2 separate regions of the Capra hircus genome follow, and region 2 is linked to region 1. Evidence: chromatin contacts called from public Hi-C data. All regions are on one chromosome and are shown on one strand. The core of a region is the stretch at or near the end of the contact, and the rest is flanking DNA. Distances in the headings are between cores, read along the strand shown. Region 1 holds the start of P2RY14 (P2Y purinoceptor 14). Region 2 overlaps MED12L (mediator of RNA polymerase II transcription subunit 12-like protein).

The links. Hi-C and Micro-C count contacts between places; a contact is called where the count stands out from the background.
Region 2: a contact with region 1 is called in a Hi-C map of blood, with 2.2 times the contacts expected there. The contact joins the enhancer-like site here to the promoter of P2RY14 in region 1. A contact is called at or near these places in 2 of 5 Hi-C or Micro-C datasets (both in blood).

What each region holds. Positions count from the first base shown.
Region 1 is chr1:116,426,643-116,432,223 of ARS1.2, forward strand. It overlaps P2RY14 (P2Y purinoceptor 14), which reads left to right and starts at 2,410. Exons shown (of 4, transcript XM_018049028.1): 1 at 2,410-2,747. The region is part of intron 15 of MED12L (mediator of RNA polymerase II transcription subunit 12-like protein); the gene reads right to left.
Region 2 is chr1:116,471,596-116,477,176 of ARS1.2, forward strand. All of the region lies in intron 15 of MED12L (mediator of RNA polymerase II transcription subunit 12-like protein), which reads right to left. The region is part of intron 2 of P2RY14 (P2Y purinoceptor 14); the gene reads left to right. Among named protein-coding and RNA genes, the nearest start is that of GPR171, 26 kb to the right of the region's middle. Within about 2 kb of position 3,391, at least 1 of the 5 cell types and tissues checked has an H3K27ac peak or open chromatin away from gene starts, as enhancers often do.

The DNA of each region.
Region 1 (5,581 bases), core at 1,160-3,659:
ACCCGCAGGGCTATCCCTTTGGCCTTGGGCTTTGCAACTCCTGGTATAGCACATCAAGTAAATTTTAATGCAATGATCATTTCCATCACAGTCACGCTCCATACAAATGTGGAGTGCCCCAAGGAGAAGGCAAGAAGCATAAGAGCACAAGGAGACAATTAGCGGGTGTTTCTGAGGTTGTCAGAATAAACAGAGCCTCCTGCAATAAACCAAGGAAGCCTTGAGAGCCACAGTTAAGAGACTGTGAATGCCAAATTGTCCATTTAATCAGCATAATGTTTACATCTGAAGGACTCTGCCATGAACCCTGGTAATCATCCTTATATCCATTTGTACTTACCTGTGTTTGCCCACCAGATCTGCTTATAGCTGAAGCTAGCAAGCCTCTGCAGGCACACAGGTGCTCTTAGCCCCAGTGGTCAAAGAAGCCGTGAGGACCCTATATAGGCCCTGGGGAAGGATGGGGAATGGGTGCCCCCAGGAAGAGTCAAGTGAGAAGATTTCCTAAACCAGCTCTGGGTCCCTCGGGGCCTCTGCTGGATCTTAAGGATCAATAGTGACTACTGCCGCCTGCAACGCTACAGACCCAGGTCGATTTCCTGGGTCAGGAAGATCCCATAGAGAAGCGAATGGCTGCCCACTCCAGTATTCTTGCCTGGAGAATCCCCATGGACAGAGGAGCCTGGCAGGCCACAGTCCATGGGGTTGCAAAGAGCTGGACACAACTGAGCGACTAAGCACACCTTAGTTAATACTGAGTCTGTATGTAAGACTCAAAATAAGTAAAAGCACTTCATGAGGAAAGGGACTTGGGTCTGATTCAGTCACTATGTCATCCCCAGGGCGTGGAATACTGCCTACTACACAGTAGGCACATATAAAGTATCTAAAACAGCACGGGGCATATCGTAAGTATATAAATAAGTACTACTGACTACTGTTAACAGCAAACGTTTCTTACGTTTTTAGGTCCAGTTGAATTTGACACATTAAACTATGAGTCCACAGTTTGGGCACCTCAGTGAACACACCTGCAATGCAGCAGCCTAATAAACAGTCTTCCGTCTGCTCAATATTCTGTAATAACCTAAATGGGAAAAGCATTTGAAAAAGAACAGATACACGTATAGGTATAACTCAATCGCCTTGCTGTACACCTGAAACTAACATAGCATTGCTAATTAACTACACTCCAACATAAAATAAAAATTAAAAAGAGCCTTCCAGGGCAGAGTTTCTTTCTTATCTATTTCTGAGTCACACACTTTGATGAGGGATTTACAGCCAAATTCAGAGTACTTCCCCCTGTTAACTGCACACTGTTTTTCAGTGGGAAAGACACTGGAGCCCTCCTTGGGACATTACAAGTGATATTATAAGGCCTGAAAGGAACCAAAAATACAAAGAGGGCCCTGCCTCTTGCTTTCAAAACAGTAATATTAGCATCACACATTGAGCAAACGATCAACACATGATGAGATTACTGAAGTCCTACTTGTGATCTATTTGTCAGTAATGCTCAAATGTGGGAAAAAAAAAAAAGTGACAGTAGCAGCACCTCTTAGCTAACAGATGGGTTCATGGATGCCAAAATGCTTCTTTACTCAAATGTTAGTTTCACATTTCTGGGGCGCCCCAATCACCACCTGCTGGTGAACAGCTGTTTACACTGTGTGGCTGCTGAAGGAAAGAGGAGCAAAACTTGCCAACCCCAAATGTGTCTCTTTGATCTGTCCATTATTTTGAGCTGAAAACAAGCCAGGCCCCAAAGACTGAGGAACCTCTGACCGTCCCCCAACTTTCTAAAAGAATTTAGATAGAGGATCTCTTCCCCGAAGGGCGCTACCACTACAGATCCGCATAGTATAATAGGAACTAGTTGCGCAGACAGAGGGACCCAGCGCAATGTGTTTGTTAAAACGCCTCTCTGTGTCCCATTGTCTCTGTACAGCAGAGCAAACATTTGTTCAGCAAACTCCTGCTCTTCTTCATCTTCCTGTGAATTTAATTCCACACCACTACCACTAACATCTTTTGTCTTTAGCTGAAGACGGCGTGTAAGGTGGCGACTTCTGCCATTTTGGTGAGTTACTCAGTCTTCCTGGTCTCGCCCACATATATACATGTTATTAAATTTTTGTTTTTCTCCTGTTAACCAGTCTCCTGTCAGTTTAATTCTTGGACCAGCCAGAGGAACCTCGAAGGGCGGAGAGAAGTTCTTCCTCCCCGACAATAGTTTCCTCTTAGGAGGGTGCGGCAGATAGAGCCTGGTCCCTACCTCAGTGGTCAGCACCACGAGCAGCCCCTCCACCTCTTACCACATGTTGAATTTGGCAATAGCAAAGTATAAAAGCAGAAAGCACTTAGGTTGTTTGCCAGATGACGTGGCAATGCTGAGGGGGAAAAAAAAAGTAGTAGAAAATTGCAAGAAAAAAAAAAAGGCACTATGCCTTTTTTTGGATCACTGAAAGAAAGGCACTAACATGGAGGCTGGCCCAACACCACGGAAATCCAAACACCTCTCTCTTCCTCCTTGTTTCCATTTCCCAACCTTGAGTGAGTTCTGACCAACCAGTTCAGCAGAGTGACAGTCAACCTACTATCTCGTGGTTTCTATCAAGTTCCTGATTTTCATCTGTTCCTGAAGACGAGCAAGAACTCTGTGTCTAACAGTCTCAACTTGGAGCGTCCACTGAGACATTCTGAAATGGTTGCTGCTTGACTCACAGGTGAAAAACTATAAACAGGTAAGGAAACAGCCTTTCCATGAAATAACTTCAGTGTGTGTGAAAGGGGCATGAGAATAGAAAAGGAGATTTCTGAGCTTGGCAGTAATAATCCTGAGTAACACAGACTCTCTCCACCCTCAGTAAGTTACTGTGGGTTTGCAAACTATAACTGGTTGATATAGTAACGTATTTGCTCACACTGGTCTGAGGATCCAAATCTGAAATTCTACCACTGATGATTATTCAGGATTTCTGATTGTGGCTGTCAAATTACATTTGTGATGAGAAGCTATCAGAGAAAATGCTTCAAAGGTATTCACCCAGGACAAACATTTCAAAAGCCTTAGATGTGTATCAAATTGCCTCTAAAAACTGCAAACTCAATTATGACAGTAATACTTATACGTCAGTGTGAATGTTTTTGCTTACAATTACATATATGCATCAGTATATGGTCAGTATCTATTTGTACATATATTTATATAGATAAAAGCTTTTATCTTTGTTATTGGGATAAGTAGCCCTATTAATACCTAGTAAGGTATGTATTTACCTTTAAAGTGAAATATAAACATTCAGCCTATGGAGTCGCACACAGTCAGACACAACTGAAGTGACTTAGCAGCAGCAGCATCCTATGCAGAGCAAAACTTTAAGTTCATCTGTTACTTATAATGGTCTAGGACTAACCAGCTAAATTATTTTTAAAAACCTTAAACATTATAAATTTAAATTACACACAGGGGAATTATTATACATCCACATCGTCAGCAGAGTCAACCAATCTTAAGCCAGAAATGTTCTTGTTTTCAAACAAGAGAAAAATGAGCCAAAGATCACACTGGTAAAACAGAAAGGAAAAAAAAAAAACTATAGCTTGTACTTTCATCTTAAAATATATAGACTTGAAAACAGCTTTGGCGCCAGAAAAATCTAGGTAAGTTAAAAATAAATAAAACAATGTATTCACTCTAAAATACAGAAATAACATTTTATGATTTGTAAACATAAACAAGTTTCATACTTCAATAAAACCTATAAATATACACATATACACAATTACACACTGGTAACATACACATAAACTACATTGCCATTTTATAACATTCATGCCTATCACAGCTGAGTAAGGAAGAAATGAGGGGTCACCAAGATACTCAGAGCGTGAAGACCCAGGAAGGGAGAGTGGGCAGGGCATGGGGAAAGAACTCCTGTTTGCTGAGATGCAAAAAGTGCCCGTTTCACACTTGAGGAGGCAGGCAGACAGGATGTAACCACCCAACAAAGATCACCCAGCTGATCTCGCAGTGAACCTGAGCCCCTGGGCACAAGGAAGGGATTTGCATTCCATTCAGGGCAGGAGTCTGACCCCTACAGGTTTTCAGTCAGCCCAGCCTTCCCACTGCTACACTCCTCCTGGTCCTGCCACCCTGCCCCACACCCGTCACAATCCTCTTCACTGAAGCGTGTCCTTCAAGCCTCTTCAACTACTTTCATCCTCAGTCACGCACTTGTAGGATGGCATTGCTAATTCCCCAGAGAGAAGAATGTTCAATCTAATGCCACACACATATACTGCAGAGAAAAATTCTTCTAAAGAATAAGTTATAATCATCCCTGACATATTTAAATAGGATACAACAGGGTGAAGGAGAGAGGAGTAGAAAAAGTCTCTTAAAATCAGGAGAATGGGGGGGTGGGTGAGGGTTGGAGGGGGTGAACGTGGAGTGGAGACGCACATTAAACCAGCTAAGGGTACACCAGGCAGCAAAATACTAAGAAATTACCCTCTAAAGGCCAGTCCACCATGCTCCTGAGTCTCATTCCCCTATCTGTACAACAGTGATGGCATTAGCACAGAATTAAAATCAGATATTACTGGCAAAGTCTTCAACACAGTGATGTACAAAGTGTTCAGAAAATGTTAGTTAACATCATCGCTTTCAATATTCTTATAAAGACATTTAATCAAAGCAGATTGTAATAATTATATATCAGACCATTGGAAAGCATAATTTAGAAATTTCAGTACCTTTGTAGACCAAAACAGATAGATATGACATAAAACCATTTACAGAAACTTCCCATGCTTCCCACTACAGGGAGCATGCGTTCAATCCCTAGTCAGGGAACTAAATTGCTGCATGTGGCAGGCATCCTCCCCTCCAAAAAATTCCTTACAACAGTGCCTGTCAAACATTGTTACACATCAGAATTACCCGGAGGGCTTGTGGAAACACATGCTCCTGGGTCCCATACCCCAAAGTTTCCATTTCAGAAAGTTGGGAGTGGGGTTTAAGAACCCGCATTTTAACAAAGTCCTGGGTGACAGTAATGCAGTGACCACTGATCTGCAGTGACTCTCACGTTCACATCAGCCTTACTAATAAACCTATCCACGTTTCTCATTCAATCCAGGTCAGTAGGCGAGAGGGCAAAATGCTGAAAAAATGCTTAAAAAGCAAACTGAAAGTCACTCAGTCATGTCTGACTCTTTGTGACCCCATGGACTATACAGTCCATGGAATTCCCCAGGCCAGAATATTGGAGTGAGTAGCCTATCCCTTCTCTAGCAGATCTTCCTGACCCAGGAATCAAACCGGGGTCTCCTGCATTGCAGGAGGATTCTTTACCAACTGAGCCATCAGGGAAGCCCTTAAAAAAAAAAAAAAAAAAAAAACACCATATTATCCTCCCATTATTCTTGATTTAAAAAGGAAGAGAAACAAACAGAGTCAAAATACTTCCAATTAGCTCTAAAATGCTTCTGAAAATCAACTGCTGAATTGAAAAATACTGAGGGTTTTGTGCATATTTTTTTTCCTCCAACGTTCAAAGAGCTAGCTTTGTTT
Region 2 (5,581 bases), core at 2,141-4,640, 46 kb after region 1:
CCCATTCTCCTGTCAATAACCAGTTGCTATTTCTACACTTTGGCCATTACAAGCAATGTTTCTATGAGCATCCTTCCATGTGCATCTTCTTGTATATCCTTGGAATGCTGCTAGAAGAGATTCTTCTAGAACATATACTTAGGAATTAAAATGCTCAGCGAAAGGGTGAATGAACGTTCATCTTTTCCAACTATTTCCAAGCCTTTTCAAAGATTCCGTTTCCTTTAGAAACAATAGCTCTAAGCTGGGGATAAAAAAAGAAAAAAAAATTCCTGGAAGACAAGACAAACCATGAACCATGAATAATTTTTTAATGGAATCTATGTTCATATAGATTTAAACCCAGATGGGAAATAAAAGATACAAAATTCAGGACAGAGTTCTCTCCCAGTGGAGGAAGGCACAGCCCAGGGAGAATGAGGAGGGAAAAGTCGGCACATACCCCATAAGGCTCTAGCTCTCAAATCAATGCTGTATTCTTTTTATGTGCTTTAGCTTCTTTGCATAAATTTTTTCAAAATATCAAATATTCCATTGACAAGAATAAGACTCTTTACTGTCTGAGCCACAAGGGAATCCCTTGAAAAGAATTAAGTATTTTTAAAAGCAGTTAACATTGCCTGTGTCTGATACATAGCTAAAGTTCCCAGTAACTGGCAGTTATTGTTGTAAAATGTGAAGAGAGTAGAAACAGATGACAAGACTGTTTCTAGATGACACTCCAGTACCGCAGGAAATGGAGGTGCTCAGCGGAGAGCTGGGTGAGGAGGTTGCTCAGATACCAGAACCACAAGGACTCTGGGCTCTAGGAGGGCAGGATCCCCCATACCAAGAACACTGCCTCATAGAAGGTGCCAAAAGCATTATGTGATAGACGAGAGGAAAAGTCTGTCTTACAGATGACAGTCTTTCTTAAACAATATTCTAAGGGGGAGAGTGAGAAAAGATAGCCAGGAACAGAGTAAGAAACACCTATTTCAGGGCAGGCAGAGAAGCTCCCAAAGGTGACTGAGAAGAAACGGTAAGGAAGGCAGAGATGTCCAAGAGCTGCTTGCTTCCACCCCATCCCGTCTGTTTGCTTTTCATGATACTAATTTATTTAGAGGTTCTGAGCTGGCTCTTTTATAGAATGATCGTGTTCTGAATCTGTCCAATTGTTTATCCATGATTAGCTTTTTAACAAGGTATGTTGTGTACATCTGAGTTATATTGGAGGGGGGGATATCAAATTATTCCATTTTTGGTAAGTTCAATCATTCAGTGACTGTCAAATATCCCTACTGAAAAGGTATAATTTTTCCTTTGTTATTCTAAGTGATCTGAGAGTGATGCTTGTAGACTCAGAACATCCTGTTCTCCTAGAAACTTTTGCTGACTTTTCACAAACCTTGAAGATTGTTGCCTGAATCCGTTATTACACTGATATTGAAAACTGGTTTCTTTCTATCATTCCTTCTACCTTTTCTAGCTGACATTCTTCTGTGAAGACATTCTCTTGTCTTCATCCTCCCTTTTTTATCTACATTTTTAATAGTACTAGCAACTCTTGAATTTCGTTTGCTTTCAAAAGTGTTTTCATCTATTACTGTTATTCTTATTGATATCCAAATTGTGGAATTTAGAAGTGCCACCAAGTCAGCTCTCGTGTCCTTTTTTCCCCTCCTTAACATTTCCTTGTTAGTCTGAGTACTCCCTTGCTTTTTGCCGGCAAGGTATCAACTCACTTTTCCCTGTGCCTAATTTGAAATCAGTCATTTCCCCAAGGAGGCTTGGTCCCTTTTAGTGGGCAGTGATACTTAGAAACAAGATAAGCTCATTAATATTGGGGCTCATTCTTTGCCACCTACAGAGGATTTCTACTTTTGTTATGTGAGGTTGCAAAAGGCTTGAGCAAGTTTATAGCTATGAGGGTGTCACAACTTCAAGAGAACTTCTGCAGGTTTACACCTTGAAAGAAAATAGTCTAAAGACAGAGACAGATCTTGAATACAAAAGAGAAAGGAATAATGTATGGATAAAGATTAGAAGTCAGGGAAGGCTGCCTTTAAAAAAAACAAACACAGTATGGAGTAAAATAAAGCTGGTCTTTGTCCAAGTAGGTCATGAACATGAAATGCAATTCGTGGTACAGATGGAAAGGAACACTTCTAATTATCAGATTTGGTACAGTTCAGACAACTACATCTGAGGCAGTGATGAAATGGCAACTAATAGCTCCCATAGCGTATGGCAAGATGTAAGATAGCTCTCTCAAAACATGTAAGACTGATTCATATTGAAATCCATATGAAAAGTGAAATAATCACTAATGGATTATTTAAAGAGGACATTTACATTCAACAATGGATCCCACTGGGAAGGGCCCAGGACTCAAAAAGAAAAGGTCTTCCATTCCACATGCACCCTGAGCACCATCTTTAAGCTGCTTGAAAGTGCGTCTTTCACATTTAAGTCCTATTCATTTTCAAGTGAATTATAGTTGCTCCATTGTCATATATTGTGTTTAACAAAATACAAATTCATTTAAAGAATTTTCCCAGTTCATAACAATATATTTTATTGAACCAAAATTTACTGATTTCCTCCAACAGGCAGGAAGTACCTGAATTTTAGGCCTTGAAATGTATGAGAATCACTTCTCTGTAGTATTTCCATTTCCACTTAGAGTCCTGGATATTTATATTCTTTCCCTTTGGATATGTAAGCCTGAATCTTGAACAAACATAAAGGTGATTGATATTCATCTAAGACATGAAAGCAGTTGGTTTCTCAGAATTAAAAATCTGTTCCCCAGCCCCCTAGCAAAGGGGCATGTGTTAAGGCCTTAAGCCCCAGGATCTGAAGATCTGAATACAGCACGCCTGACTGAGAAACACCATCTCAGTGAAGCAAAAAGAGGTCAGAGATTCATTTCCTTGCCTGGTCCACAGGGAACAGAAACATATATTCCAAAACAATGCTGCAGAAGAACAGGCTGCGGGCAGAAGCACAGGGGTGGCAGGGAGAGGGAGAGTCAGGAATCATGACATCTCCATTTAATTCCAGAGAAGGAAGCAGTCCCCCGAACTCTGGAGACAGGAGTTTCATAGCTTTACATCACTCTCATCAAAGACGCAGGACTGCGTGGACTGCCAGTAGGAGCATGAAATGCTCTGGACTTCACCCTTACTCCCTCAGAGTGAAGGGAAACCCTCACTTACTTACGAGTGCCACTTTCCATTACTAGAACCCAGGGCCCACAGAAGCACAGCCTTCCCCCAGCCACTCCTAGGCAAACACTGCTGGGCCAGACTCCCCAGAGAGGTGCGGAGCGCTCGGAAACGGATCTAAGGTGTCTTCTGCAGCCCTGCCTCAGCGCAGAACCACCACCTCACATTGATTTGGGGAAGTAGGGCACATGCGGGGCCCAGCCCAGGGGAAGTCCTGGCCTACTGCGAGTCCCAGAGACGTCCGATCCGATTCTGCTGTCAGCTGAGTCACTCACTCTCTGAACCCCCACTGGCCCCTCTGAGTCACACACTGCCGGGCACCAGGTCTTACAGGAATAGAAACCCTATGCGGTAGCAACTACTACCTCTCCTTTTAGATGTAAACACAGAACCCGGGAGGCACTCTGCAAATAGGGCAGATTCTTTACCATCTGAGCTAACCAGGAGGCCCCAAATAATCGACTACCACAGCTATTAAGAAACGGACTTTTGGACTCAGAGGGAGAGGGAGAGGGTGGGATGATTTGGGAGAATGGGAATTCTAACATGTATACTGTCATGTAAGAATTGAATCGCCAGTCCATGTCTGACGTAGGGTGCAGCATGCTTGGGGCTGGTGCATGGGGATGACCCAGAGAGATGTTGTGGGGAGGGAGGTGGGAGGGGGGTTCATGTTTGGGAACGCATGTAAGAATTAAAGATTTTAAAATTTAAAAAATAAAAAAAATAAATTAAAAAATAAAAAAAATAAAAATAAAAAAAAATAAAAGGAAAAAAAAAAAAGAAGAAATTGAGCCATATTTTTAACCAAGGTCCACTGCATCCATTTAATCATTATGCTCCACTGCCTGCCCATTATTCCAACAGAACAGTAAAGAAAACCTACTTCACATTCCAAGACCTAAACATATGAATCACGTATTGCTGCTGAGTTACTCAATGCATAAAGCTTAGCATCAACCACAGAGTTGATTACATTCTATTCCTGTATCAAAATGGTAAGAAATACAACTATTATTAAGGGGCTATTTCATGTCTTAAACCATGGGAGCTGCTGGCACCTAGTGGATAGAGGCCGAAGATGCAGCCTTCTATGATGCACCAGACCACTCACCCACAGAGAACTGCAACTCAAAAAAATGCTGACAGTACCAAGGATGAGAAATCCTGGGCAACCCCAAGACTGTAGGTGAAAAATCCCCCCAAATCCATCCTGACAAACCAGATGCAATTACTGACACAGAGGCGGGGGGCGGGTGGAATTTTTGTGGCCCTAGGAGGGCCTGTGCAGCACCTCACCTCTTCCCCCAGCTCCTAATTATCTCCCTGCATCACCCAAAGATGTGAAGACAGACCCAGGTTCGAGGAGATGCCACTCCTACACATAGCTGTGAGTTTGGCTAAATGTAATTTAAGGGAAGTGGTTGGAATTAAAAACTAGGTCTGCATGTTATCAGTCTACCTGTTATTACATGGAATCAAAGAACGGCTGTTTGTGGCAGAAACTCACAGATGTTTAGTCTTCGTGATTTTGAGAGTCTGTTAACAGGAGGGCCCAGGAAGGAGGCTGAAAGCGTATGGACAGAGCTGAGCTTATGCTTTGGTGGAAGAGGAAGTTCTGAGGTGTCTGCAATTCAGCCTATGAAGAACATGCAGGTGTTTCCAATGTGAGAATGAATTAGCACTGCTCCTCAACTGAAAGTCCGTAAGACCCTGATCCTGGGAAAGATTGAAGGCAGGACGAGAAGAGGACAACAGAGGATGAGACGGTTGGATGGCACCACCGATGCAATGGACATGAGTTTGAATAGGCTCCGGAAGCTGGTGATGGACAGGGAAGCCTGGAGTGCTGCAGTCCATGGGGTTAGAAAGAGTCAGACACGACTGAGTGACTGAACTGAACTGACAGTCAAAGCTATGGTTTTTCCAGTAGTCCCTGTACAGATCTGAAAGCGGGACCAAAGAATTGATGCTTTTGAACTGTGGTGATGGAGAAGACTCTTGAGACTCCTTGGACAGCACGGAGGTCAAAACAGTCAATTCTAAAGGAGATCAACCCTGAAAACTCATTGAAAGGACTGATGCGGAAGCTCCAGTACTTTGGCCACCTGATGCAAACGCTGACTCATTGGAAAAGGTCCTGATGCTGAGAAAGGCTGAAGGCAAAAGGAGAAGAAGGCAGCAGAAGATAAGATAGTTGGATAGCATCACTGATTGATTTCATGGACATGAATTTGGGCAAACTCTGGGATATAGTGAAGGACAGGGAAGCCTGGAGTGCTGCAGTCCATGGAGTTGCAAAGAGTTGGACACAACTTAGTGACTGAACAACAAACAACTCAGAGGCAACAACATCCGCCCATTTATAAGTG